7 separate regions of the Mus musculus genome follow, and all the other regions are linked to region 1. A link is a contact called in public HiCAR-type and promoter capture Hi-C data. All regions are on one chromosome and are shown on one strand. Each heading gives the region's core, a stretch centred on a gene start, on an enhancer-like site or on the middle of the called end of the contact. The rest is flanking DNA. Distances are from core to core; before and after follow the strand shown.

What was found. Promoter capture Hi-C pulls out the DNA fragments that hold promoters and counts their contacts. HiCAR-type assays count read pairs that join an accessible place to other places. Capture Hi-C pulls out chosen DNA fragments and counts their contacts.
Region 2: a contact with region 1 is called in a promoter capture Hi-C map of pre-B cells, with 5 times the contacts expected there. The contact joins the promoter of Gtf3c2 here to the promoter of Ywhah in region 1. A contact is called at or near these places in 1 of 39 promoter capture datasets (pre-B cells), 1 of 115 datasets of contacts at active chromatin or transcription factors (microglia) and 2 of 9 other capture datasets (adipose tissue and liver).
Region 3: a contact with region 1 is called in a HiCAR-type map of astrocytes, with 3 times the contacts expected there. The contact joins the promoter of Nrbp1 here to the promoter of Ywhah in region 1. A contact is called at or near these places in 8 of 39 promoter capture datasets (the 3T3-L1 cell line, 3T3-L1-derived adipocytes, cranial neural crest and 5 more), 3 of 115 datasets of contacts at active chromatin or transcription factors (astrocytes, embryonic limb bud and extraembryonic endoderm stem cells) and 2 of 9 other capture datasets (adipose tissue and liver).
Region 4: a promoter capture Hi-C map of pre-B cells shows a contact between it and region 1, with 3 times the contacts expected there. The contact joins the promoter of Htt here to the promoter of Ywhah in region 1. A contact is called at or near these places in 2 of 39 promoter capture datasets (liver and pre-B cells).
Region 5: a contact with region 1 is called in a promoter capture Hi-C map of adipose tissue, with 2.2 times the contacts expected there. The contact joins the promoter of Gckr here to the promoter of Ywhah in region 1. A contact is called at or near these places in 1 of 39 promoter capture datasets (embryonic stem cells), 3 of 115 datasets of contacts at active chromatin or transcription factors (astrocytes, embryonic forebrain and large pre-B cells) and 2 of 9 other capture datasets (adipose tissue and liver).
Region 6: a contact with region 1 is called in a promoter capture Hi-C map of liver, with 5 times the contacts expected there. The contact joins the promoter of Grk4 here to the promoter of Ywhah in region 1. A contact is called at or near these places in 3 of 39 promoter capture datasets (liver and pre-B cells) and 1 of 115 datasets of contacts at active chromatin or transcription factors (pancreatic cancer cells).
Region 7: a contact with region 1 is called in a promoter capture Hi-C map of pre-B cells, with 6 times the contacts expected there. The contact joins the promoter of Supt7l here to the promoter of Ywhah in region 1. A contact is called at or near these places in 11 of 39 promoter capture datasets (the 3T3-L1 cell line, the C10 cell line, cranial neural crest and 7 more), 1 of 484 Hi-C or Micro-C datasets (B cells), 3 of 115 datasets of contacts at active chromatin or transcription factors (astrocytes, cardiomyocytes and pro-B cells) and 1 of 9 other capture datasets (liver).

The regions. Positions count from the first base shown.
Region 1 is chr5:33,017,063-33,021,024 of GRCm38.p6, forward strand. It overlaps Ywhah (tyrosine 3-monooxygenase/tryptophan 5-monooxygenase activation protein, eta polypeptide), which reads left to right and starts at 1,754. Exons shown (of 2, transcript NM_011738.2): 1 at 1,754-2,092. The coding sequence starts at 2,006.
Region 2 is chr5:31,178,046-31,182,007 of GRCm38.p6, forward strand. Gtf3c2 (general transcription factor IIIC, polypeptide 2, beta) reads right to left here and starts at 2,099. Exons shown (of 19, transcript NM_027901.2): 1 at 1,839-2,099.
Region 3 is chr5:31,238,672-31,242,633 of GRCm38.p6, forward strand. It overlaps Nrbp1 (nuclear receptor binding protein 1), which reads left to right and starts at 2,247. Exons shown (of 18, transcript NM_147201.2): 1 at 2,247-2,331.
Region 4 is chr5:34,759,998-34,763,959 of GRCm38.p6, forward strand. Htt (huntingtin) reads left to right here and starts at 1,743. Exons shown (of 67, transcript NM_010414.3): 1 at 1,743-2,112. The coding sequence starts at 1,910.
Region 5 is chr5:31,295,492-31,299,453 of GRCm38.p6, forward strand. It overlaps Gckr (glucokinase regulatory protein), which reads left to right and starts at 2,072. Exons shown (of 19, transcript NM_001374741.1): 1 at 2,072-2,188; 2 at 2,674-2,829; 3 at 3,223-3,291. The coding sequence starts at 2,129. Fndc4 (fibronectin type III domain containing 4) reads right to left here and starts at 441. Exons shown (of 7, transcript NM_022424.6): 1 at 42-441.
Region 6 is chr5:34,658,404-34,662,365 of GRCm38.p6, forward strand. Grk4 (G protein-coupled receptor kinase 4) reads left to right here and starts at 1,976. Exons shown (of 16, transcript NM_019497.2): 1 at 1,976-2,601. The coding sequence starts at 2,550. Nop14 (NOP14 nucleolar protein) reads right to left here and starts at 1,745. Exons shown (of 18, transcript NM_029278.2): 1 at 1,448-1,745. The coding sequence starts at 1,642.
Region 7 is chr5:31,525,034-31,528,995 of GRCm38.p6, forward strand. Supt7l (SPT7-like, STAGA complex gamma subunit) reads right to left here and starts at 1,729. Exons shown (of 5, transcript NM_028150.2): 1 at 1,582-1,729. It overlaps Slc4a1ap (solute carrier family 4 (anion exchanger), member 1, adaptor protein), which reads left to right and starts at 1,962. Exons shown (of 14, transcript NM_001347328.1): 1 at 1,962-2,651; 2 at 3,010-3,205. The coding sequence starts at 1,989.

The DNA.
Region 1 (3,962 bases), core at 504-3,003:
GAGACTGTTTCAATGTAACAACAACAAACTTTCAAATAAATAAGGACCTGGCAGCCATGAGCTGGGATTTGAGTGGTTAGAAGGTCCCCATCTGTTAAGTTTCACCATATTTGAAGAGCCACCTCTACTAACACAAATCCTGGTTAACAAACCAGGCTAATATTTCCCCTAACAAGTATCTTAAGTGTGTGACTGTGTGACAGTGACAGGTGATATGGGGGTGGCGCATGCATATATATATATATATATATATATATATATATATATATATATACACACACACACACACACACACACACATATATATATCATAGCTGGGTGTGGTGGCGCACACCTTTAATCCCAGCACTCGGGAGGCAGAGGCAGGCGGATTTCTGAGTTCGAGGCCAGCCTGGTCTACAGAGTGAGTTCCAGGACAGCCAGGGCTACACAGAGAAACCCTGTCTCAAAAAACAAAACCAACAAAAACAAAAACAAAAACATGGCTCCTGAGCAGTCTTCAACATGAGCACACACACACACACTCCTCAGTGAACCTAAGGCCCCTTCTTCTGTGCTACAGTGGGCTAGATTTTTCTTATGTGTGTGCATGGCTTCTCTTTGTGTAACAGCCGTGTGTGTGTGTGTGTGTGTGTGTGTGTGTGTGTTTCAGACAGGATTTCTCTGTGTATCCCTGACTGGCCTAGAACTCAGAGATATGCCTGCCTGTTCCTTTGTTTCCTGGCTACTAGGATTAAAGACATGTTCCACCATGCCAGACTGTTTTGTTTTAATTGCACTTTTTCTAGCTTGAGGTCCAACCCAGGGACCTTTAGCACAGAACGACAGGAGCGGTGAAGGCTTAGTGTCCAGTCCATCGCCACAGAAATCCAAGAAGACACTGAAATTAGATTTTGGCCCCTCCACAAATAGGATATGTCACCTTGCCTTGAATTTTTGTTCCTTCTTCCACTGAGCATCAGGCCCTCCAGGCCAACACTGCACCTCTGACCTATAATCACTAATTCCCTAAAAAGATTTGAACCAGGCTAAGTCGACCCTGATAGTTGCCAACTTTTGGTTTTCCTAGGTTTACCAGGGTTGTAGATTGCACTTCTGCTTTGAAGAATGGGGGACCTGCTGAGCCTTTCCCGGAGTGGTTGTATGAAATAGGTTAGTGCTAGTCAAGGCCCAACAGTAAGTCAGGTCCCCGTAGGTATGTCCTGAACGCTACTCCGCTCTGCCAAGTTCCCTATCCCTTCCTGTGCAAGCCAGAGCTGGCCCAAGGTCAGTTTTAAGGATGGCACTACCCTGCAGTATTGTGGATTCTAGTGTGTCTGTGAGGGGCTGTCCCAAAGGGCAGGACCCACCCCACGCCGCTGACAGAGCTGACCGCTTGCTGGAGGTGGCAACACCCAACAAAGCCGCCCCTCGGTCCGGGGCGCCTCGGCTTTTCCATACAGGGTTATCTGCGGGTATCTGCTTCTCAAGCCCGAGCTCTATCATGGGTTCTGTAGCGTTTTCCTGGCCAGGGCTGCGACAACGCCTGCCTGCGGAACCACCATCGCCGCGCCCCAGCCGCTCCCCACCCTCCAACGCTGCGGCGGTAAACTGCAGTACTCCTAAGGCGCCTGCGCAGCTCTCCAGCGCGGCCCTCGCCGCGGCTATTTATAGTAGGTGACGTCACCTTAAAAAGACCGTTAGGGCTGGGCCGCCCCGCCCCCTCCCGTAGCTCGGCGGGCTGATCCGAGTGCGCAGGCGTGGTCGCGTCCTCCCCGCCCGCCCGCCCGCCCGCGGCGCCCCCTATCCTCTCTCGGCGGCTCCGCGGCGCTCGCCACAGCGCGTGCAGCCAGCCAGCGAGAAGGCGCGAGCGGCGGCGCAGCCTGCAGCCTCCCGCCAGCCGGCGAGCCAGTGCGCGTGCGCGGTAGCGGCCTCGGCGGCGACCGGGAAGCGGACGGGCGGGCGAGCGAGCGAGCGAGTGAGCAGGCGGTGTGGGCGTGCGAGGCGAGGCCGAGTCGCGAGCGACATGGGGGATCGAGAGCAGCTGCTGCAGCGGGCGCGACTGGCGGAGCAGGCGGAGCGCTACGACGATATGGCCTCCGCCATGAAGGCGGTGAGCGCGCTGGGGAGCCGGGCGGCCGGGGGCTGCGGGGCGGGGCGGCCCGAGCCTGGGCGGCGGCTCTCTCCCTACGCGCCGCCACCTTTTGGGCGCGGCGGCCGCTGGACTCTCCGTTTCCTGCGGCCTGGCCGGGGCGGGGTCTCCCCGGGAGGCCTCTCGGTGGCTGGCGGGCGGGGGTCGCCGTGTCCTAGCGCAGAGCCCCGGTGGGGGAGGGGGTGCCCGAGGAAAGGAGGAAGTCGCGTTCCTGCTTCTAGACCCTTCTGCCGGACCTGGGCGAAAGGCGCTTTCCTTCCACCATTCACCCACTTGTAATAAAGGCTCATCCGCGAGTGGAGACCCATCTCCTGGTTTTCTCTACTACGACCGGTTTGGTTTGCTTGTCTGAAGTTGTTTTTTTCCCCCACTTTCCACACCTCGGGTCTGGCTTTGTGTGGGAAGACCCCTTTCCAGCAGTCCTGGGCGTGAAGGAGGGTGTGGGTCCCTGCATACATCCCAACGGTCCATGCTGCGTGCCTTCCTGGAGATGAAATGAAAACGAAGCAACCCTGGGGGCCTTTGCATTCCTGAGACCCTCAGAGATGGATTCTGGAGCTTGATTTCCGGTAAAGGAGACCTGCCCAGCCACACCCTAGTCAATAGCTTAGCCTAGAGCCTACCTGCCTACCCAAGACTTTGGAGTTCTGTTACCACATCACTATAGACAACTCTTCACATCATCCTGGGTTTTTTCTAAAAGAATATTTCTTGTCAAGGTCACACAGTGGCAGAATTACAACTGTGGCCACCTAGCTCTTAAGACTAGGGAGAAAATTTCCTTGGATTCCACCTTAGACTTCTAAATACATAAACATTTTTGAGGGTGAGACCCAGAAATCTGCATTTTAGCAGCCCTTGGGCAGTTTTTAGCTGACCTAAGTATTAACTGCCCTGAATTGTAGCTCATATGACCTATGGCTAGTCTTTGAAAGGCTTTCTTAAACCCACATACTCCATACACATTTAATTTGGAAATTGTATTTTGATACTACATGAAATAGAAAATTGAGGCCAACATTTAGGATTTTCTCAGGTAAGAACAATAATCAAGTTAGCTTTCCTCCAGGGTCCTTGTACACATTCAGCAGGATGTCTCTGGAATCCAGCAACATCACAGGCAGGCCATTTGTTGATTCCTTGGTGATACTGATTTCAGCATTATGGTATGCTTTTCTGGTTAGAAGCATTCATTTATACCAGGGAACATTCTAGGTTTGGGGTATGAATTTTTCTGAAGAAATTGTGGATTCTTTGAGAAAATGAATTTAAAATAACAGTTTTGCAAAATTTTTTGGAAACAAGACTGATATTACTAAAGTGTACCCTGAAAGCCACCTCTATCCACACACCAAGTCACTACTAAATGTCTAAATGTTTCTGGTATTGTGCAAGTTGAGGCCTCTCCCTGAACAGCTGGCTTAGGGGGCCTTTGCTCCATATGTGAGTGGGCTTGGAGGTTTGGGCAGTTTAGGGAGGACCTCTGAAAATGAAGAGGATACACAGTAAAGGGGAAATGGCCATCAGATGTCTGGAGCTATCAACTATCCTGAGGTGGGAAGAAAGGAAAGACTAGAGAGAGATTATAAGAAAAAAACAATTTTAGCAGGAAAAAAAAGAAAAGGTTTCTGGTGTGTTTCTAAATGGCCTTGAAGAGTGTTCTGCAATTTCCTGCTTGTATCCACAGATGTTCTCCGAGGCATTGAGGAAACATTTTGCAAAAGCTAATGGACCTTTGTGTTTGAAATTTATAATCTATGTCTAAAATGATTCATCAGTTGGAAAAGATATCAAACATTGAGAATTTAATATTTGTACCATCAAATTTATG
Region 2 (3,962 bases), core at 849-3,348, 1.8 Mb before region 1:
TTAAGTAACTATGGTAACCATAGCTACGAAACAGATTCTCACTTCAGATTTAAAGGTGTCAGTTGGCCAGGATGGTGAAAGCTTGTCATCTCAGCCCTTAGGAGCTGAAGCTAAAGGATCTGGAATTCCAGGCCAATCAGGGATAAAAACCTGTCTCCAAGAAAGTGGTCTTGTAAAACAAGTAACAACAAACCAATATTCAGACTTTAGTAAACTAAGACAAAATCAATCTGTCTTTGAACGTTTGGAAGGTGGTGGTAGCGCATGCCTTTAATCCCAGAACTTGAGAGGCAGAGGCAGGCAGATTTCTGAGTTCGAGGCCAGCCTGGTCTACAGAATGAGTTCCAGGACAGCCAGGGCTACACAAGAAACCCTGTCTTGAAAAACCAAAAGAGAAAGTTTGTAAGATAAAGATAAGAAAGTAAGTTAAGTAAGTTTGTAAGATCTTGCCTTCCTGGTTTACTACACTATTCGAACTCGATGCATGAATCAGTATATAACTTTTTTCAGTGAGTGACTCAACATACAAAAAAAAAATCCTTTTAAAAATTCACTTCTGAGGGAGGGTGTGGGGGACTTTTGGGATAGCATTGGAAATGTAATTGAGGAAAATACGTAATAAAAAAAATACAAAAAAAAAAAAGAAAAAATTCACTTCTAGTAAAAGGCAGTGGCAGTGAATGGTAGAATTCCTATTTAGGATCTGACAATACAAATTTTAAACAGTAAAGGAAGAAATGTTCAGTAAATTCTAACTAGGATTTTTATATCCCATACTGTCTGATTTCCTTGCTGCTTCAGGTTGCTAACCTGACTACTTTGGCAAAAGAAAAACAATTAGATAATACTTCATCTTAAACACGGACTCACTTCACATACACTGTTTAATACACTGGTTCCCAAAGTATTCCTATCATGCAACTGGTGATTTATCAGATAATTTTACTGGTCCAAAAACAAACATATTATTTGTACAAAAACCTGCAACTCACGTTTTCAGTTGATACTGCTAGAAACTAAAGAGTGTAAATCTGAATAGAACAACTTAAAACTATTAGGAAAAATGGCACTGCAGTTGATAGCGGTAAGCGGTAAAAGGTAACGTAAGCAAAGGTTAATTTGAATTTATGTAACAATCAATGTACCTCCAAGGGCAAAAAGACCTGGTTATGTCCTAAACCTGCCCAGAAAAGTGAATTACCTCCTGTGGGGGTGAAGTCGCCATCTCTGTCTTGTCCAAAAGACGGCAAACTTGCCGCGGGATAAAAGGACCAGTATAAGGAAACATAACTGGCCCTTGGCTGCGCCAATGGGGTTGCAGCGCGCGGGGCACAACCCCCGGGGTTAGAGCCACTTGGAGGAAAAGGCTGAGACACAGTAAGAGGGAATGAGCACAAGAGGACTGACTGCAATCAGACAGAGACACCACCACCTGCCATTCCCCAATCCTGGCCGTGGGGGCAGCTTTCGAGCCCCAGGCGAGCCCTGATTTCCCTAAGCCTTAAGATAACTGCAGGTTCACCCAAGTCCGAAGGCCCAACGTAACGAGTTCAACGTAAGCAGTGCAGAAACCTGAGTCCAGTTTACCGCGCTACATACACCGAATTGGGGAAGAAGGTAAGACCGGCTGGCAGAGATGGGGGATGCTCAGTGGCCCCAGTGGGGACGGAGGAGAGAGCTCGACGGTTCTCGGGAGAAGCGCAAAGGCTAGGAGGCGCGCTGTCTTGCGCGGGAGTAAGACGGGAATCGGGAATCGGTTCCCATTGCCTTAGCGCTACGGCAAAAGAATGGGAGGAGTAATTTTGGGTCCCCCGCACACCCCGTTGCGGTACACTCACCCGCGCCAAAGTCCTTCCGGAAGTCCAAGTTCGAAGATGGCGCCGCCTGTCGGGTCGCGGTTTTATGACGAAATCTTGATCGGCTCTTCCTTGCCCCGCCCCCGAGACAAGGTAAACGCAAGCTTGGTCTGGAACGCGTTTCCTGCCGAGCTTTCTTTTAAACTCTGTGTTCCATAATGCAGCGCGGCGCGGCACTGAGCCCTCCGACGCCCGCGAGCTGGAGCGTGGCTTCCGCGGCCCTAGGACACTGCAGGGCCTTCTGGGAATTTCAGCGACCGGAAGGGGAGGTCGGCGCCTGCGCGGCACCGCAGCTCCACCAGCAGCCTTGTGGAAAAGCATTGAAGAGGAAAGTGTCGCGCTTCTGCTGTCGCCGAGCGTTCCGACCTGCCTTTCCACCCAGGTTGCTGGCTTTGTGGAGAAAAGAGCCTGACCACACCTGATTCTTAACTACAGTCCCGAGCTTCGACGGACTAGGAGACAATCCCTCGCCCCCAGAGATCTCCTGATTTTCTGCTGCCAGTGAATGAGCCAAGACAGGAAGAAAATAAAGAGGAGGGCTTGGAAAGAGGCCAAGGGAAGAAAAGAGCGGGGGGAGCCTAGCCTGGGTGGGTAGGCTGCGCTTTTAAAGAGAGCATCAACCCAGGCCTCACGCCACTCCCTCACTGGGAAGTGGCCTCCGAGCAACAAGGTTTTCAGCCTTTTAAAACCATGTAGCTTTCACAGATCTGCCTTTACCCAGGAGGAGGGCGAATTAAAATGAACCGGAAGAGGTGAAATATGGCAGCTTTCCCCTTTCTAAATAGTCTTGTTCAATTATTCCCTTGGTTAAATCTTTACAAAGAGTAATGGTGCACGCTTATAATCCCAGCACTCCGGAGATGGAGTCAGGAGGATTAGCAGTTCAACGTGATCCATGACTACTTGGAAATTGGAAATCAGCCTGTACTATATTAGACCATGTCTCAGAAAAATGAGAAAGGGAGAAAACAATGGGGCACGTCAACTCCCAGACTAGGTACTCAAGGCTGAAGCAGGAAGATCTCTTGAGCTCAGGAATTCAGGTTCTACCAGGGTAATCCTGTATCCTACCAATTAAAAAAGGAAAAAGGGATTTAGCCAAAATCTGAAAGGAAAGAAAGAGAACACCCAGTTCTCCGACATCCTCTTATGCTCAAATGACAGCATTTTGAATGGCTGTCTTCCTCTTTTAGATAATAGCTCCTAAACATTTTATAGGGAGTAACAGATTTAGTGCTTTGATGAACAACATCTCTTAAAATCCTGCCTCTGGTTAAGTTCTCTTTGGTTTTATCACACAAAAAAATTTTTTTAAAATAACTTTGATTTTGGAAAAAGATTCTCAAAGTTTAAGATACAACAAGTGAAAGCTCTTTTCTTTCTTTTTTAAGATTTATTATTATATCTAAGTACACTGTAGCTGACTTCAGACTCACCAGAATCATTACGGATGGTTGTGAGCCACCACGTGGTTGCTGGGAATTGATCTCAGGACCTTCAGAAGAGCAGTCAGTGCTCTTAAATGCTGAGCCATCTCTCCAGCCTGAAGGCTCTTTTTTAAGCTTAACTAACCCTGCACGCAGTTGATCTGTTTCTCATTGTTGGTCCAGCGTATGTATTTATACTGAAATTCCCTTTTATGGAATACCATAGTTGGTCTGGAGCGCATCACGGCTCCGCATCAGCCTAAGTGCTCTCATTACAAGCACAAACCTCCATGTCTATCAATTCTTGTGTGCGTGTGAGAGAGAAACTATGCTCACATTCATGTGGGTGCTTTTCGAGGCCAGAAGAGGATGTTAGGTCACTTGGTGCTGGAAGCCATCTAACATGGGTCCTGGGAAACTGGTCCTCTAAAAGAGAAGCACACACCCTTAACCACTGAGATCTCTCTTCCACCCCTGTCTGACTGGGGTTTTTTTTGTTGTTGTTTTTGTTTTCTTTTTCTTTCTTTCTTTTTTTTTTTTTTTTTTTGAGACAGAATTTCTCTGTATAGTTCTGTCTGTCCTGGAACTCAATTTGTAGACCAAGCTGGCCTTGAACTCAGAAATCTGCCTGCCTCACCCTCTCAAGTGCTAGAACTAAAGGCGTGCTCCACCACTGCCC
Region 3 (3,962 bases), core at 997-3,496, 1.8 Mb before region 1:
ATACTGAAATATTTTTGAGATTCTTGGTTTTTAGTGGCTTTAAACAAAGGTATGTTTGGTTATTATACTACTGAGGCAGTGTTTCTCTGGAAGGCCTGACGGTTCTGGAACTCCCTCTGCGCACTAGGTTGGCCTCTAACTCAGAGATCCTCCTGTCTCTGGCTCCTGATGCTGAGATTATCAGCAAGAGCCACCACACCCAGCTCAAAAGATTTATTTTAATGCTTATGATGCTTATGAGTGTTTGCTTCCGTATACTGTATGCATGCCTAGGTTCCATGGAGGTCAAAAGAGGGTGCCAGATTTTCTCAGACTGGAGCTACAGATAATTGTGAGCTGCCATGTATATATACCAAACCAGGGTTATCTACAAAAGCAGAGAGTGCTCTTAATTGCTAGGCTCTGTCTCCATATCAATTTCTTTTTTGTTTTTGTTTTTCACAGACATGGTTTCTCTGTGTAGACCTGGCTGTCTTAGAACTCAACTCTATTGACCAGGCTGGCCTTGAACTCAGAGATCCTCTTGCCTCTGCCTCCTGAGTCCTGAGGTTAAAGGCTTGGGCCACAGTCAAGCTAATTTCTGAGTTTTTATAATAAGCATTCATTATTTTTTGTTTGCTTTTGGTTTTCCAAGTCAGGATTTCTCTTTGTAGCCCTGGCTGTCCTAGAACTTGTTCTGTAGACCGGGCTGGCTATAAGTGCACAGATATCCACCAGCCTCTGCCTCCGGAGTGTTGGGGTTAAAGGCATGCACAACCATCATCTGGCTAGTATTTATTACTTTTGTAATCAGGAAACATAAGTGAGGTGGTAAAAATGTAGGCAGCAGTTGGTCATTTTAGGTATACATGAGAAAATAACTGAAAATGAGGTTGCCAAAAGATCCTCTGTGCACATTTGAAATAGTACTGACAGAAAATAATAGGAACTAAAGTAGCATGAACAGATATGTCATGAATGCTTGCCATGGCTCAGGAGTTACAATGGCTTTGGCAGAAAGGCTAATCTGGAGAGGATGAGCACCCTTCTGAGACTAGAACAAACTTTGAAATGGTGTGCTATACATTTTAGGTAAGTGCATCTTTTAATCCAACATCAGAATTCTATTTTGTCTTGACACAGTGTTGTTGCTCTATTGCTTATGCTGACCTTGAACTCACGGCATTAGCCTACTGAGTGATAGGATTACAGGTATGCATTACTATGCTGGGTGAAAAAAAAAGTTTGTTTTTGAGACTATGTAGCCCTGGTTGGCCTTGAATTCACAGAGATCTCTCTGGCATGCTTGTTGAAATTTCAGTTTTTAAAGCAAGCATTTTAAAGTGAAGAGATGAGAAAAAAATGAGTCTCTATAGGATTTCTGTGTGAACCCGTGAACTAGGATTAACTAGTCCCTTTAAGGAGAGTAAAATTGGTGATTGTGACATTCTCAGATTCAGATGATTCATCCTTCTTCCTTGATAATACATGTATAATGGTATTATACATCTCTTAAATTCTGCCTTTAACTTTCTAAGATCAATGGCTTACCCAGAATCTATTGTAATTCTTTACACTCACAGACAATGTAAACTCTTTCCAAATAATACCTTTTCAAAGACAGTTTTGATGGATCTTCTTACTTCGGATTCTATTTTGGACTCATGTCAACTTAAATTTGAGTAACTTTTTTTTTTTGTTTTGTTTTGTTTCTTTTTCGAATTTGCCAACTATCATTGGATAACTTCAATGAGTTCTCCCTTATGTGGGTCGAATCAGGTTATGTCTGGGTAAATAATGTTATGCAAATCAGCAACTATTAGTTTTCATGTTAAGCGATTAAAAAAAAGCTTTCTGAAAATTTGATGACCAGTGCACTGTCTCTTTCCCAAATGGGGAATGTGGGTGGGTTCGTTCCTCAGATTGAAAGGCTGCGTCTTCCGTTCCTTTTGTCTTCTTAGAGGATTAGGACTGTCATGGCGCTTTCAAGAAGAGAGAGAAGGCCTTCCTTTCGTCCGGCAGAATTACTTGGGGGCACCTCGACTGGGAGGAGGATGGACAGAGAGACAAGAAGACAACGCTGGCAGGCAGTCTGCCGGAACCCCGCAAGGGGAGGAGACCCGGCAGTAGACTGCCTTGAGAGCCTCGGTCTGTGGGAACCGCCCCCCGCTGCCCTGTCCAATGGAAACCTGGCGGCGGTGCGGCACCGCCCACTGTTGGTCCGGACGCCGCGAGGGCGGGGCCCGCAGTTCGGTTGCGCTGCGGAGCGCAGCTGTGAGGGAGTCGCTGGGATCCGAGGCCCCGGAACCCGAGCTGGAGCTGAAGCGCAGGCTGCGGGCGCGGAGTCGGGAGGTGAGCTCCGGAGAAAGAGGCCCTGGAGGGAGGGGCTCGCGGAAGGGCGGCAGGATGACCCCGAGCCGCGGGCCGGCAGGACGCGGCCGGCGGGTGCTGTCGGGCGGCCCTGCTTTCTCGGGAGTCAGGCCCGACCTAGCCCGGCCCGTCGCAGCTGAGGGGCCACCTTGGCCCCAGGGCGCCGCCCGCCCTCCTGGTGTCTCCGGCGTGGCCGCGGCGGCCCGGAATTCTGCGGGCGCGGGTCGGGGGGCCCCGGCGTTCTCTTGGAACTCTGGCCGCGAGAGGCGGGGCAGGCGGCGCGGGCGGGGGCGGGGCGGGGGCCCGGGCCCGAGGGCCTGCGGAAGGAAGCGCGGCGTCCGGGCCGGGCCTGCTCGCGGGGCGGCGCGCCGAGCGCGGGGGCGTGGTCTGCGGCCTGACGGCGGGGCAGGGCTGGCCTTTGATGAGGTGGCTGTGGTGCTCGGTCTCCTGGCCGGCCACTGTCTGTCCGCCGCCGCTTCCTTCCAGATACTGGCCGGGCGACCTGTTGGAGTGTTGACAAGCTGAGGGCCTCCTCCCTCCGAGCTTGCATTCTCTCCGACTGAGCAGTTCTGTTGACCTCAGAGGCTTTCTGGGTTTCCTCAGAGCGGCCTGTGGCTGCGAGCTATGCGGGGTGATGTGCAGAGGGCTTTCAACTAATAATGGAAGCCGGGAGAACAACTTTGCGAGATGACAGACAATGCCCTGTAGTGAATGTACTATGCGTCCTCAGGGTAGCTAGAGGCTTCGAGGAGATACCCTCACCGATGCAAATGAGCTTTTCCACAGTGATCCCTGTTAAAACTGCCAGCAGCTCTGAGGCAGAACCCCCAGTGTTGCACACGTTTCTGCATCTCTTGCGGGAGTGCTTGGAGATCTTTAGGCACTGCTCTTATTTTACCTTCTGGGACATGATTGGGAGGGCAATGTGCTTTCTGGATGTTTGTCTCTGATGACAGTTCATCTTTTCTCTAAGTGCCCCGTGGAGGGGCTGCCTGTTTCCTTGGTCCTGTAGTTTTAGATTCCATGGGCTTTGACGTTCCAGAGTATATTCTGTATCTCGCTAGACTTTCACTTATCCGTTCAGATTGGATGCACATTCTGCGAATGTAGCTGAAACAGACTTTATTATTTTCTTAGCTCTTTGATAGGGGACGGAGGAAAAAGTGATCCTTAACTCATCTTTTTTAGTGGTTTATTAAGACATGCACGCAACTAATAGCTGTCTTGGCAGACTGAGGAGGCTTTCAAGGACTTTCCTTAGAAATTAAAGTGGGGAAGTATCCTACCAGATTTCCCCTCCCCCGCCCCCGTCCCGTAGTGTTCTTTGCGTTTACTAGAGCGTTAATACAAGTCCCTCGATTCAGATAAAACTGTATAGGCTGGGGAGAGATGCGTAGAAAGGGTCGCAAGAGAGTTGTATGGCCATTCTGGTGTTGATTGCAGGTCTTAGGTATTCTGAACTGACTCTGGAGTGCAAGTTTACTTTCCAGGGTATCGCTTTCTTACTAGACTGCTCTTCCTTGAGTTAATCACACACAGGTTTCAGTTTTTTTTTTACAGTCTGTGTTCATTTGATTGTCCCTTTTTTTTTTTTTTTTTTTTTTTGGTATGGG
Region 4 (3,962 bases), core at 493-2,992, 1.7 Mb after region 1:
ATCTTTGTCTTGTATTGGTTAGAAGTCAGTTACTAGCTGCCCTTACTTGGGAGCAGGGACATCATAACCTAGAGAATGCTAAGAGACAGGGCTCACTGGGCCTTCTTCCAAGTCTGCCTACTAGCAACTACCAACCCTGGCCAGCTGTTAGAGGCTGCCTCATGTGAGAGCTAGCACTGGCACTGTGCATCTAATAGTGCCATTAGTAACAGAGGGGACATAGAATCTAAAGGCTGTTTCTCTGCTCTCCTTCCCAGTTTAACAGCGGCGGGCTTATACCCCTACAGTAACAGTGTTGGTTTCTGTATACTTGGCCATTTCGAGAAAATGGAGTGCCTTATGGCCATGGAATAGGGCATTTGATTCTTACAGGTAGCCTGAAGCTTCATTGGGTTTCTCACTGCATGGATCACCTCCAGACAGCTTTTTCTGAAGCCGGAACGGTTTTGTTTGTTTGTTTGAGACAGGGTTTCTATGTAGCTCTGGCTGTCCTGGAACTCACTTTGTAGAACAGGCTGACCTATAACTCAGAGATCTGCCTGCCTCTGCCTCCAGACTGCTGAGATTAAAGGTGTGTTCTATCACTGCTTGGCTTTTTCCTTTTCCTTTTTCTTTTGAGACAAGTTCTGATACAGCCCATGCTGACTTGAATTCACTATGAAGCCAAGGAAAACCTGGAACTCCTGATCCTCGTTCTACCTGCAGAGTACATGATTACCACCCCTGGTTTATAAAATGCAGGGATTGAACTCAGAGCTTCGTGCATGCTACTCAAAAAGCATTCTACAAGTGCTGTGATTAAAGGCATGCACCACCATGCCCGGTTGAAGCCAACACTTTTTGCTGGGCAGACTGCAGGGGCAGCTTGGGTGTATCCACACCATTTTCAGCTTCCTGCTTTAATTGCTCACCTTTGGGAGATGGAGGCTCTAGAGACAAGGACTTCAGCGCTGGTGGCAATGAGACCCCTTGTAGGTCCTGGCTGGTTGCCACAGCACTTTCCAGGGTCCGTGTCTCAATGTAGAGTGTGTGACCAAAGTTGCATGAAACACAGCCTTTCTTTGGACAGTAACTACTGCTGCCTGCCTGAAACCCTTTCTCAGCCTTCGCTGCCTGCTTGAAACCCTTTCTCAGCCTTCTCTACTGCAGACACTTCTGGGGCTTCGGGGTCCACGGATCATAAAGGGTTCTTTGGTCCTGAATACAGGTCACTCTGGTTCCCTTCTCATTGCAGGGAGCTCCCAGCACGCTGCGTTCGGGAAGCTCAGGCCACCACCTGGCTTGTGGAAGAGAGAGCTGCTTTGGGTTTCGGGTTCCGAGCTCCACAATCGCTTTCCCGGTGACTCCAGGTGTAGGGTGGCTTTACGCAGGAAAATTTCTTCGCTGTCATTCCCCTTTCCAACCTTTTCTTCCTTCCGGGTCTCCCCAACTCCTCTGCCCACCTCCTCACTTCTTTTCTATCGCTGGTGCCAGGGAGCCGCCCTAAAGCCCACTCTCCGCTCAGCTCCGTCCCTCATCTAGCAGCCCGCCCCGCCCACCTCATCCTCTTGCTTGGCCCTCTTCACTAAGGGGGGCTGGCTTTTGCGGGAAGGGGCGGGGCCACATCGGCGGGGCGGAGAGTCTTAAACTAGCAGAGGCCCCGCAGGCCTGCGTCCTGACTTCGGGAAAGAGGACGACGCATCCGCCTGTCAATTCTGCGGGTCTGGCGTGGCCTCGTCTCCGCCGGCATGACGTCACGGGACGCACTCGCCGCGAGGGTTGCCGGGACGGGCCCAAGATGGCTGAGCGCCTTGGTTCCGCTTCTGCCTGCCGCGCAGAGCCCCATTCATTGCCTTGCTGCTAAGTGGCGCCGCGTAGTGCCAGTAGGCTCCAAGTCTTCAGGGTCTGTCCCATCGGGCAGGAAGCCGTCATGGCAACCCTGGAAAAGCTGATGAAGGCTTTCGAGTCGCTCAAGTCGTTTCAGCAGCAACAGCAGCAGCAGCCACCGCCGCAGGCGCCGCCGCCACCGCCGCCGCCGCCTCCGCCTCAACCCCCTCAGCCGCCGCCTCAGGGGCAGCCGCCGCCGCCACCACCGCCGCTGCCAGGTCCGGCAGAGGAACCGCTGCACCGACCGTGAGTCCGGGCGCCGCAGCTCCCGCCCGGGCCCCGCGCCCCTGGCCTGCGTGCTGGGCATGGCCAACACTGTTCCCTGTCCAGAGGGTCGCGGTACCTCCCTGAGGCCAGGCTTTCCCGGCCCGGGCCCTCGTCTTGCGGGGTCTCTGGCCTCCCTCAGAGGAGACAGAGCCGGGTCAGGCCAGCCAGGGACTCGCTGAGGGGCGTCACGACTCCAGTGCCTTCGCCGTTCCCAGTTTGCGAAGTTAGGGAACGAACTTGTTTCTCTCTTCTGGAGAAACTGGGGCGGTGGCGCACATGACTGTTGTGAAGAGAACTTGGAGAGGCAGAGATCTCTAGGGTTACCTCCTCATCAGGCCTAAGAGCTGGGAGTGCAGGACAGCGTGAGAGATGTGCGGGTAGTGGATGACATAATGCTTTTAGGAGGTCTCGGCGGGAGTGCTGAGGGCGGGGGAGTGTGAACGCATCCAATGGGATATTCTTTTTCCAAGTGACACTTGAAGCAGCCTGTGACTCGAGGCACTTCGTACTCTCCTGGCGTTTCATTTAGTTTGTGGTGTAGTGTAGTTAAACCAGGTTTTAAGCATAGCCAGAGAGGTGTGCTTCTGTGTGTCTGCAGGCAGTTGGATGAGTTGTATTTGTCAAGTACATGGTGAGTTACTTAGGTGTGATTATTAATAAAAAACTATATGTGTGCATATATATGAAAGAGTCGACTTATACTTAACTGCCTATCGATTTTTTGTTCTATATAAAACGGATACATTGGTGGTGCTCAGTTTTCACCGGGGAATGAATTTTACTAGTGTTGCAGACAGGCTTGTTTTAGAACATAGGCCACTCTGACTCTGACTTTGTGCCAGTAAAAGTTCCTGTTTAGTTCTTTGCTGACATCTTATAGATCTTTGGAAGCTAGCTGCTTGTGACTGGAGAGAATATTGAAACAGAAGAGAGACCATGAGTCACAGTGCTCTAAGAGAAAAGAGACGCTCAAAACATTTCCTGGAAATCCATGCTGAGTGTTGAGCCCTGTGCTCTCTTGCAGCTCAGTCCTTTCTCTCAACTCTGGGCATTTTATTTCTAATCTGGATTTGTATAATTAATAAGGAGAACTTTTGGGAACAACCTACTAAAGAATGTCATCATTAAAACTCACTTAGAAAATAAGTGTTCTGGTGATATCATTGAGCTATGTTCCCAGTCCTGAGAGTTTGTTTTTTTTTTTTTTTTTAAATAAAGATTTGGGGAGAAAAGGTGGCTTACTTGATAGAACAAAATATAGGAATAAAATTTCCTTCTATAAGGTGAAAAGTGTGAATAGAAAACTTCTTATCCTCTAGATAAGTAGTTTCTTTTTGCTTTTGAGAGTCTCACTATGTAACTCTTGACCTGAACTCAGAGAGATCCATCCTCCTGCCTCTGCCTCCTCTCTCTGGGATTAAAGGCATGTGGCACCATGCTGGGCTGTCCAAGTATGCCACAGACCCTCTAGGTCCCTGGTCTTCGAGGAACGGGATTTCTTAGGCAGATGGGTAAGGAGTCGGATGAAAATGACAATCAGCCACACACAAGAGAGGTGTTGAATCTGAATGTAATGTTCTGGTTGAGCTTCAGACTTATATAACAACGAATTATCAGAGGATACAAATCACAAAAAGACAAGATACACTGAAATTCACCAGTTACAGCAGAAAGGAATTTGCAGGGACTAATTAAATGTTTACATTAGGGATAACAAGCCCTGCCTAGGATCAGCCTAATGCCAGGCAAGAATTTCACACTTTAAGGTTAAAAGCATCAGGGGGTTGTTAACTCTTGACAGGCCTTAAGAGTAATGTGCTATCACTGAG
Region 5 (3,962 bases), core at 822-3,321, 1.7 Mb before region 1:
CCCCTGCCCCCACCCGCGCGGTCTCATCAGCCCACACCCACCTCCCGGGTCCTCGTGGTCGGTCAGGCCTCGGGGGGCCGCTCGGTGCCCAGAGGGCGGCCCATCGCCAGACTGGCGCTGGCCCTACCCCATTCTGACACCGGCCCGCCAAGGCGGGCAGCGACGGCCGAGCTGCGGGCAGAGAGGGCAGAGGCGGAGTGGCCGCGGGCGGCGGGTCTGCCGGCCCCCCGGCCTTCCCAAGGGCCCCGCGTGGTCTGACTCTGAGCGGGGGGCGTTGCCAGCGAGGCCTGCGTCCCCGGTGCAGAGGACAGTGCGGCGGCCAAAGCTGGTCCCCTGCAGCGGGATGTGACCGTCCCGGCGAGCCAGCCGCCGCCTTCTGCAGAGCTGGCCCGGCGCGCTCCGCTGCAGCCGGGCTGGGACGCGCTGGCCTGTCTCGCCGCCGTCATCCCTCCCCCCTCTCCCCCCAGCCACGTTCTCCCTGGGCTCCTCCCACGACCCTCCCTATGGCGGCCTGCCGGGGCCCCTATCCCTTCCTTCACCCTCCCTGCTCTAGCCGATTAACTGACTAGAGCCACCAGGACAGGCTCAGGTGTGAGGGTCTTGTGCACCTGAGAAAGCACCTCCTTCCCCGCATGAAATTAGCCAAGTTAGGAAGAGGCATTCCATCTCCGAATGCAGGAGGGGGCCACGAGCAGAGGATGATGGAGATAATTATTGTTTTAACAACCTCTTGGAGACTGCGTCAGCTTTTAAGTCTCTTTTCCATTCATGATCTGATTTGATTCCATTCGCTTTCTCATTCACTCTTTCGTTTATTCAGCAAATATTTACTGATCATCTTCTATGTGCCTGGCATCATTATAAGAACTAGAAAGGATTAAAAAGAGGGCTGGGCATATAAGAGCAATTTAAAAGCAGATCTCTCTCTCTCTCCCCCCCCCCCCCCCCCCGTGGGTGTGAGTGTAACACATTCCTTTGAGAGAAATCGGTTAACCCACACCTCAGGTTTTCTACCCTTAAAGCATAGAAACATGAAACAATTGTTAGAATATCAATAGTGTCAAACACTGGACAAGGGTCTTTTTTTTTTTTTTTTTTTTTTTTTTTTTTCCAAGACAGGGTTTCTCTGTGTAGCCCTGGCTGTCCTGGAACTCACTCTGTAGACCAGACTGGCTTCAAACTCAGAAATCCACCTGCCTCTGTCTCCCGAGTGCTGGAATTAAAGGGGTGCATCACCACTGCCCGGCAACAAGAGTCTTTAAAAACCTTCTGTCACTGTATGAATAAGTATTATTCAACAACTTGTTAGTTGTTGCATTCATTCAGTAAACATGTAGACATGTTAGGTCCTTAAATTATTTCATATGTTAGCTGAGTATGAAATCTGTGTGATCCTAAATAGCCAACCACTTGTCTGAGGCTGTTTCCTCATCTAAAAACAATGCCAACAATGGCTTCTATGTATCTATGTGTCCATGTGTCCATGTATCCAATGATGTCTGCCATTTGGGAGAAAGTGGGTCAGGAGAAATAGAGACTGTGGTATTTAGGGCAATTTCTTGGTCCTCGTTGTTCTTAGCAGTATTTCTATTTCTGTGACATCTCCTCTGTGATATCCAGTTCAGTGTTCGCACACCTGGGGTCCAGAAGCGTCTATTGCTTTTCTTTCAGAGAGGAGCAGATAAAATGAGCCAGTGGGGCAGGGAAGGACTGCATGCTGACATGTGATCAAGCCATGACCTGAGTCCTCTGACTTCTACTGACCCTGATCTCTGGCCTTTGGAGGCATTTGGGCCACAGATTTGTTCAGGGATTCTTTCTGACCTGGGTGTTCTGCAAGGGCAAAAGCAAAGAACGTCTGGTCCTCTTCTCCAAGGGCAGAGGCTGGCAAGCCAGAGTATACGCAAAGAGGACCCTCAGGAGCTCCTGTGAGGGCTGGAAGCCCCGGCGACAGGAACGGGTGTTGAAGAGAGGGGCGTAGGGGGTGGTGTTTTGAGAGGCAGGGTTCTTAGGTTAATCATCTCCATGGCTCAGATAAGACCCTGCCAACTGGAAGCAAATTATTGGGGCCAGAACAGATTGCGTGAGTGCAGAGGCAGGCGGGTTGGAGAGTCTGCAGTGTGGGACCATGCCAAGCACCAAGCGGTATCAGCATGTGATCGAGACCCCTGAGCCTGGGGAATGGGAGGTAAGGTTCTTTCTCCATTTCAGCCTTCTCTTCTGATTCCTAAAATACTGTTAAGTTTGGACTGGCCTCAGCTCTGGACTTCTACTCCCTCTTCTATTTTTTTTTTTTTTTCTTTTGCTACACGGTCTAGCCCAGGCTGGCCTCAAACTTGCTATGTATCTGAGGATAGCCTTGAACTCCTGATCCCTTTGTTGCAGCTTCACTTTCCAAATGCCTGAATTGCAGGCACACTTACCATGATAGGCACCTTTCCCCTTACCTTTCCTTATGATCTTCCTTTCCTAATAGGCTCAGAACATCACATGAAGACTAAGTTTTTAGTATGTGAATGGTGTGTGCCTTATGTGTGCATGTATGTGCACAAGTCGGTGTGTGTGAAGTATGTGAATCTAAGCCAAACACTGGGCCTCCTGCCACTCCCACCTCCAGTCCAGCAGGCATAAGGCAGACTTTGGCTTTCTGTCCCTACCCTTGTGTGTCTCTAGTTGTCAGGGTATGAAGCAGCTGTGCCAATCACAGAGAAGTCCAACCCACTGACCCGGAACTTGGACAAAGCAGATGCAGAGAAAATTGTTCAACTGCTGGGGCAGTGTGATGCTGAGATATTCCAGGAGGAGGGGCAAATCATGCCCACCTACCAGGTGACCCACAGTCAAATCTCAGACACTGCAAATAAAGATGTCAAGTCGGCCACACTTCCACCTCTACCCTCCTGATACAGGAAATCCTGATCCCTCTCCTTCAATCTCAATCCATCATCTTCCATTTCTTCCTCCCCTCCCCATTCCCATTTTTAAAATTTATTTATCTGTTTTGTGATGTGGAAGGATTTGTTCCATGAGGAAATGTGTGGAAGTCAGAGGACAACTTTTGGGAATCAGTCTGTCCTTTCACCATGTGGGTCCCTGGGATTAAACTCAGATCATCAGACTTGGCCACAATCCTCTTAACTCACTGAGTCATCTCACTGCCTTTCTCTCACCTCTACCCCCCCACCCCATTTCTCCATCCTGATTCCTGTCCACTCTCTACAGCGACTGTACAGTGAGTCAGTTCTGACCACCATGTTGCAAGTGGCTGGCAAGGTCCAGGAAGTGCTGAAGGTACAAATTCCCCACCTGCTTCTCATCCATCCAAACACTTCTGTTCCCTCCAACTTCCTCCTTCCCGGGTCTCCACTTCTTGTTTTTATAAATCTCAGTTCTTTATTCTTTTAGTCTTCCCTTTGGATATTTTTTGTTGTTTTAGTCACTGATAATAGTTATGACAGCTACCAGATGGATACTACTTTATCAGCAGCAGTGCATTTCCTTTGAAAATATTATTATTTTTTAAATGTTTATGGCTGTTTTGGCTGCATGTATGTCTGTGTACCACGTGTGTACCTGGTGCCCTTGGAAGGCAGGAAAGGATCACAGATGATTGTGAGCTGCCATGGGGTCCTCTGAAAGGGCAGCCAGTGTGTTCATGGCGGAGCCATCTCTCCATCCTCAGCAATGCACTTCCACACTCTGTACATCCACAAAACCCAGTAAAGTTGGTATTATTATCTTTTTTTTTTTTTAAGTTCTCTTTCCAGACCAGAAAACAAAGAAAGGCTGATTGTAGTCACTTGCTTGGATGTACCCAGCTAATAACTGCTGGCTGGCACCACTGCTTTGATTATTTACTTTTAGTTAGTTGACAAAGCTGCTCTCAAATCCCTTCTGGAATTTTAATGAATAGCTTAGTCAGAGAGGATAGTCAAGAGGATTTCTTTCTCCAGATTACTGTT
Region 6 (3,962 bases), core at 726-3,225, 1.6 Mb after region 1:
TGGCGCACACCTTTGATCCCAGCACTTGGGAGGCAGAGGCAGGCGGATTTCTGAGTTCCAAGTCAGCCTGGTCTACAGAGTGAGTTCCCAAGACAGCCAGGGCTACACAGAGAAACACTGTCTCGAAAGAGCAAAAAGAAAAAGAAATTTCCTTACAAAGTTACAATGCGATTCCCTTTAAGGACAGACCCAGATGTGATCAAATACCATAGTGGTGAGGTTATTATTTATTTATTTATTATTTATAATATAAATGTATTAAAAATAAAATTTAAATTAAATTTAAAATAAAATTAGTAATTAAGTTTTTTTAAAAAAGAAATTTCCTTCAATCTAAAGATCTCATGTAAACTGGATCCTTTGTAACAAAGTACAGATTTGTAGCTGTGAAGGGCAAAGGCTAGGTCTTACTTATCCCCTTTACAAACATTACCAATAAGTCTAACCTATTAATTTTCTCAAAGTAACCATGAATTGCCTTTTACTTACTCATTTCTTTTATTTATTTTTTGAGACTCAACTGGAAGTTTTGAGTCTCACCATAAAGCCCTTAAACTCAGAGATCCACCTGTCTCCGATTCCCCAGAGATTAAAGCCACAGCACAAACGGCACTCACAAACTTTTATTTTTTAAAGTCAAACGAACGTCAGCAGTTACATAGAGAATGCCATTTGTTGAACTGGTTTTGAAAGGAAGGTACAATATACTCTTGAGATGGGGCCATAAGAACAAGGATGGAAGCTATGAGGTTATCCCCAAAAGGTACTATTCCAGTGACTTCCCAAGGGACAAGCTCATGAAATTCAGAGGAAGGACAATTTCCAAACATTCAAAGAGCATACTCTGTAAACCCTATCCACGGGACGAATACTGTCATGGTCAAAGCATACAGAGCAGTGGTACAGGGCAGCTCAGAGCTCAGAAGAGATTGACTCTTAGGCCCTAAAAGCTCCAAGAAGAGTCAAGAAGAATGTATACCTGGAAGATCCCAAGGAGGAAGGGTTTCCAGAGGAAGCGCATTCGATATCAAGCAAAGGAGAGGCAGTGTTATGCCTCAGTCCTGATCGTTTTGCTGGCTAGTTTAAGGCAAACTTGACACAAAGTATAGTCATCAGAAAGAAGGGAATTTCAATTGGAAAAAAATACTTTCATAAGACCGGGCTGCAAGCAAGCCCAAAGAGCATTTTACTAATTAGTGATTGACCGCGGAGGGCCCACCTATGTGCTAGCAGCGGTCCTAGGTTCTTTAAGAAAGCAGGCTAAGCAAGCTATAGAGAGCAAGCCAGTAAGCAGCACCCCTCATGACTTCTACATCAGCTCCTGCCTCTAATTTCCTCAATGATGGAAATATATAAGTGTAAGCCAAATAAATCTTTTTCTCCCCAAATGGCTTTCACTAGCCACTGGGCATAGTACGCAGAACCTGGGTAGAGCCTATCCCCTCACCTTCCTGATGGCACGAGCGCGGGACACCCCGGGCAGGCCCACATCGTGGCGCGTCTTCCTGCCAAGGATCTGGAACTTCTGCCGGTTGACTTTCACTTCAAATGGGTTTGGGTTAGTTTTCGCCGGGCCTCCGGACGCCCCTGCGGGCGCTTTGTGGACCTGCCTCCGCGCCCCAGTCCGCTTGGCTTTCCCCATGACATTCACTCCGCCACACTTTGGACGACAGTGCGTACAGACCAAGCAGTTCAAGAAACTCGTGCATAGGATGCTGATGTAAAACCACGCCCAGCTTCGTCTCGCGATGAGTGCGTCAGCTTCCCGTATTTCGCGAGAAGTACACAAGTCCTGGATGACACTAAACAGGCACTACAGTTTACTGGATTAAAGACTACAACTCCCAGGAGGCCACACTTCCTCGACTTCCTGGCGCTGGGCCTTATGGGATCTGTAGTGTCCCGAGAGCCGCCACAGTATCCTCAGACGCCGCCCCGAGGGGAGCTCTCGGGCTCCCTCTGGAGGAAAACCGTTAGCCGGGGCCCAGCTGTCTTGCGAGTTAACTGGCGGCTGCGGCTGCCGCTGCTGGAGCTGTCGCCGTCGCCGCTGGAGACCGCTCTCGAGTTTGTAAGCTCCTCGGTAGGGTAGGGCGCGGCGAAGGTTGAGTGCTGCCCAGGACCCGGCGCTGAGGAGAGAGTTACGCGCCCTGGGCCTGGGCGATGATGCTGAGAGGAGCTCGAGCTACCGCGCGCCGGCGCCGATAGCGGAAGCCCCTTGCCGGGACAGCAACAGAGCTGGAACCCGTAGCGAGCCTACCCGTGTCCCATCTCCGCGGCGACCGCGACGGCGACAGCGACGGCGACGACGGCAGCGCTCCTGTTGGCAGTTGTGGCGACCCCGGAGGAGGCGGAGGAAGAAGCGACAGAGACGGTCGCTGTCGCGGAGGGCCACCGTCCAGAAGCCGCGTTCCTCAAAGGACAAGGGATGCCCCGAGGCTTCTGCCGCGGGTTTAGGATCTCCTTCCCCGCAGCCTTCCCCGTCTCCATTGCCTCGACTCCGAAAAGTTCGACGTCGGAAACCGCGGCAGCGACGGCGCAGGACAGCGATCATGGAACTCGAGAACTTCGTGGCCAACAATCTGTTGCTGAAGGCCCGTCTAGGTGGGTGCACCCCGGGCTCCCCGTCTCCCCGAAGGTAGCGCCTCCTAGGAACTTTAACCTTGGAGAGAATCCTGATTCCTTGGTACCTTATTGTCTAATAAGGGAGTTTTGATTCTACTGGAACCAATTCTGGATTGGAGCTGCAGCTTAGCGGGTGTCAGTCAGTGATCCTGGGCTAACTTTTGTTGTTTTGAAACAGTAGCGCTAGCCTAACAGGCACAAGGGGCTGATTGAGTTCCATCTCACTCTCAGCGCTGCTAATCTGAAAGACAGAGTATGGAAAGTTATGCATTGCACACTTTCTAGGATTACCCAGGCAAAGGTTCCATGGGAAGTAGACGCTATTAAGAAGCTTCAGTGTGTTCACCTCACAGAATGTGAAGTATATTCTTTGAGAAAAACCAGTGAGTAACAGATGTTTTTGATTTTTCTTTTTGTTCCTTTTAAAAATTGATTTTAGCCGGGCAGTGGTGGCGCATGGTGGCACACGCCTTTAATCCCAGCACTCGGGAGGCAGAGGCAGGTGGATTTCTGAGTTGGAATCCAGCCTGGTCTACAAAGTGAGTTCCAGGACAACCAGGGCGACACAGAGAAACATTGTCTCGAAAAACCAACCAACCAACCAAACAAACAAAAAACCCCACAAGTCCATTTACGTTCCAAGTGATTTTCAGGAAGAAGAATCTTAATTGGACAATATAACTATTTTCAATATGGGAAGCCCTAACAAGAAACATTGTCAGAAATTTCTTATAGTGAGTGGTGTCCAGAATTGAATACCAAACTAAGGGCTTTGAAACCCCTGTGAGCAAGGAGCAGAGAGAGGAGGCTTGAAGCAGGAAGATCCTCTGTGCAATGGCAGTCTAGGCTCCATAGTCTGCGAACTATGGAGTAGACTATGAGTTCTACTATAGTAGAACTATGGAGACTAGAGCTATCATCAAAGAAACAAACAAATGAAAGAAAAGACATTACTCTGTCAGTATTTTTGAATTAATACTATTATTCAAAATAATACTGTTTTGAGGGGCTGGCAAGATGGCTCAGTGGTTAAGAGTGCTGACTGCTCAACCATCCGTAATGAGATCTGACGCCCTCTTCTGGTGTGCCTGAAGACAGTTACAGTGTACTTAACGTAGAATAATAAATAAATCAATAAATCTTCTGGCCAGATCGAGGGGGTTCAATTTCCAACAACCACATGATGGCTCACAACCATCTGTACACCTAGTGTACTCATATACATAAAATAAATATTTTTTTTAAATCCCCTTCAAGGACTAATTGGAATTTGGAGTGAGAAACAACATGAACAGTCGAATGTTCTACTGAAAGAGAAGCAAGTGCATACTTCTGAGTCT
Region 7 (3,962 bases), core at 479-2,978, 1.5 Mb before region 1:
TCTCAATGCTGAAGATTTAACACATCCTACAAAAGTATTTTTATTACTGAGCTACACTTCCAAGCTTTTTTGTTTGTTTCTTTTGCTTGGAAAAAGTCAGAATTCTGTGGCTTAGCATTCAATAAAAGCTTACTAAGCGTCTTTAATTCACGTCTCCAGGTTTACTGCCTATATGTCTCCTCAGGTCCAACAAACATCAAATGAATACATTGTGTGACGGTGTAAGATCTTTGTCCTGAGGGAATAACAGAAGCAAAATACTGCAGTATAGCAGCAGCTGGCACTGCTACTTTAAAGGCGTGAGTTCAGTGTCCTGCAGGCAAGTGAGGGGCTTCCTGGACAAAATGAATGCCCTCAGCTCTAACAATATACTACTCAGTTCCTTTCTTTCTCTTTCTTTCTTTTCTTTTTTTTTTTTTTTTACATTTACTTATTTTGGGTATGTGTGCATGAAAAAATCACAAGACAACTTGTGAGAGGCAGTTCTCTCCTTTCACCATGTGGGTTCCATGGATTGAACTCGGGCATTCGGACTTGGCAGCAAGTGCCTTTTACCTACTAAGCCATCTAACTGGCCCCTCAGCTTATTTCCTTTGCTAAGATTGTATTTTTAAATTATTAATTTCGAGACAGGGTTTCCCTTTGAGGCCTTGGCTATCCTGGAACTTGCTCTGTAGACCAGGCAGGCTATGCATTCACAGACATTCGTTTTTGTTGTCTGTTGGGGGTTGAGTATATGCTTGTGTGTTCCATGTGTATGCAGGTGCCAAGGATATCTGAAGAGGGCATCAGATCCTTCTGGAGCTCAAATTAGAGGTGGTTGTGAACTCCCCTGATGTGGGTACTGGAAATGGAGCTCAGATCCACCGAAGAGCAGCACACAGAACCATCTCTCCAGCTCCACCACTCAGCTTCTCAAGAACATGAGATATTTTTATAATTGACCCTTTGAGTTGTGACCTCTGCCAGGAACCCTCTACATCTTTATCAGACTTGAATTTGTTCTTTAGGATCCCTGAAATCACCATTCCCCCCAACAGATCTCCTTTCTTTGTATATTTACATGAATTTGCTTTTATCCCTGAACCTTAACTTTAGTTGACTTATTCATCTGTATTCTCCCACTTGTTATGGCTGCCATCTTGGTATAGTTTCAGGCCTCTGTCAAAGAGTTATAATATTAACTATGGCTTAGTTCAATTTTCCATAAATTTTATGACAAATTAACACTACTATTTCCAATTTTTCAGATGTGGAAGCTGTTGTCCAGGGTCATGCCAACATCATAAATACAAAGAGTAAAAAAGAAAAGAGGTTTCGATGCTCAGGTTTGTTAAGCCACTAAACATGCTATCTCAATATTTTGTTCCGAGTAATAAAAGAATGAACAATAATAAATTGCTTCTTTACTAACTTCATAAAAGGAATAAATTCGAGAGCTGCAGATAGGGACTCCTTGCTCCGGATCTGGAGGCTTAGGCTTAGGCGCCGACCACAGGATCCTGGGAAGTCTGATTTACAAGGCAGCAGGAAAATGGGTGGCTCTGGACCGGAACCAGAAAATAAAGTTCAAATACTCACCGCCCTGCCCCAGGAGTGGTATACGCGGCTGCCTGACTCTGACAGGTCGGAGTCGAGGACTAGGTCAAGCCTAGGAGCCTTGTTTATTGATTAATGGACCAAGGCCACGGAAGCACTTCTTCCCAATCGCCCTCTGCCACAGGAAGTTATTACTAGCCTACATGCAACGCCTAAAATGTCCGTATCCTGCACAGCACTCTGAGAGCCTCTCCCCGCTTTCTGGTATTGTGACTCCCTAGTGCTATTCACATCTTTAAAACTCTGCGAGTCTTGAAAGAGGAACTCCAACATTTCTGTCCAGAGAAGCCTCAGGGAGGTGGGAAGGAGGAGGAGAAGTGAGCGGGAACGTAGAGAGCGAGGGGTCGGGGTTTCCGAGGGACACATTTTGAGATTGCACCCGGCTAAGGATGGCTGATCCTACCCCTCAGCTAGATGCGCCAGCTCCCCAGGAAGTCAGTAGCGAGTTTAAGAAGCCGGTTTTACCAGTGCCTTCCGCAGTACGGGGTAAGGCTCCGGCCTCCAGTCCCTCCGTTTCTGAGGATGTGAAGAAAGAATGTCTCGCGGCGCAGCTGGACTCTGGATGTGAGGAGCCCGAGGTCCCGCCACCGCAGCCGGACAGCCAGGAGACCGGGGGTCCACCGGTGGAGCAACTCCGCTCCCCGCGGGTAGCTCCTGCGTCTGGCGGTCCGACCCGGGCTCCTCCGTACCGAGAGCCATCGTGGGGCAGCCCAGCCACGGCCCCCTACAGTCTCGAAACCCTGAAGGGTGGCACCATCCTTGGCACCCGCACCTTGAAAGACACGAGCTGCTGCTTTTTCGGGAGACTTGCTAGTTGTGACATATGTCTGGAGCATCCTTCCGTGTCTCGGTACCATGCTGTACTACAGCACCGGGGGGCGGATCCCAGCGGAGACTCTGAGGGTCATGAGCAGGGCTTTTATCTCTACGATCTGGGAAGTACCCACGGCACGTTCCTCAACAAAACTCGCATCCCACCCCGCACTTACTGTAGAGTCCACGTCGGGCATGTAATGCGCTTTGGAGGCAGCACTCGGCTCTTTATCCTTCAGGTAGGTAGAAAAATCTAAAATAAAAATCTTGGGACTTCACTGTTTTTGGTTTTTCAAGACAGGGCTTCTCTATGTAGCCCTGGCTGTCCTGGAACTCTCTCTGTAGACCAGGCTGGCCTCGAACTCAGAAATCCGCCTGCCTCTGCCTCCCGAGTGCTGGGATTAAAGGCGTGCACCGCCACGCCCGGCGATTCTGAGTTTCTTTAAGGTTTAGTTGAGTAAAAGGATTCTGGTAACCAATGACAAAAGCACAGGCCTCATTCTGGACCCACAGGTCTGTGTACGTTGCTGTGTCTCAGAAAGTAATTTTCTCACTTCTGAATCCATATATGTATATATTTTACCCATGATTCATTAGGGACCAGAGGAAGACCGAGAGGCAGAATCTGAATTAACAGTAACACAGTTGAAGGAATTGCGTAAACAGCAGCAGATATTATTGGAGAAGAAGATGTTAGGTGAAGACTCAGATGAAGAAGAAGAAGCAAATACCACTGAAGGGAAGAGCAGTAGAAGTGGTCAAGATGATGAGCTGGGCTGCACGTGGGGAATGGGTAAGAAACTACTACTGAAGGTGGCACCCTCAAGTGCTTTTGATCATACAGCTCAGAAGGCCTACAGCTGAAGTAGGGTAAATGTAATTTGCAAGCCCAGGGTCATTAACTTTAGTGAGTAAAAGTGTTGAATTATGGGCATTATACATACACCTCTTTCTCACCGTGTAATTTGCTTATTGCGTTTATCATTTAAACACACACACACACACACACAGAAAGAGAGAGAGAGAGAGAGAGAGAGAGAGCTTTCTGAGTGCTAATTATCACCTGGAGGGCATGGAAAAATTTACTTCATTTCTTTGGCTGAGAAATCAGTATTTGATATTTTTTCACCTCTCAGGCTATTTTCACAAAGTACAAAACATTCAAGAGGTTATTGTATAGCTCCACATTTTGGATGATAGATATTCAGGCTTATAAAAAGATAGTTGGTGAGGGCCGAGAGATGGCTCAGTAGTAAGAGCACTATCTGCTCTTTCAGAGAAAGCTCAGCCCTCAGCAACCACGTGGTGGCTCATAATGATCTATAATGTCATCTGATGCCCTCTTCTGGCATGTAATTGTACATACAGATAGAGTACCCCTTTACATAAAATAAAACTTTTAAAGAAAAAGATAGTTGGGGCTAATAAGGCATTGTGATGCAGGCCTTTAATCTTAGCACTTGGGAGGCAGAGGCAGGTAGATCTCTGTTAGTTTCAGGCCAGCATGATCTATTTATTGAATTTCAGGATAGCCAGAGTTACATTGTAGA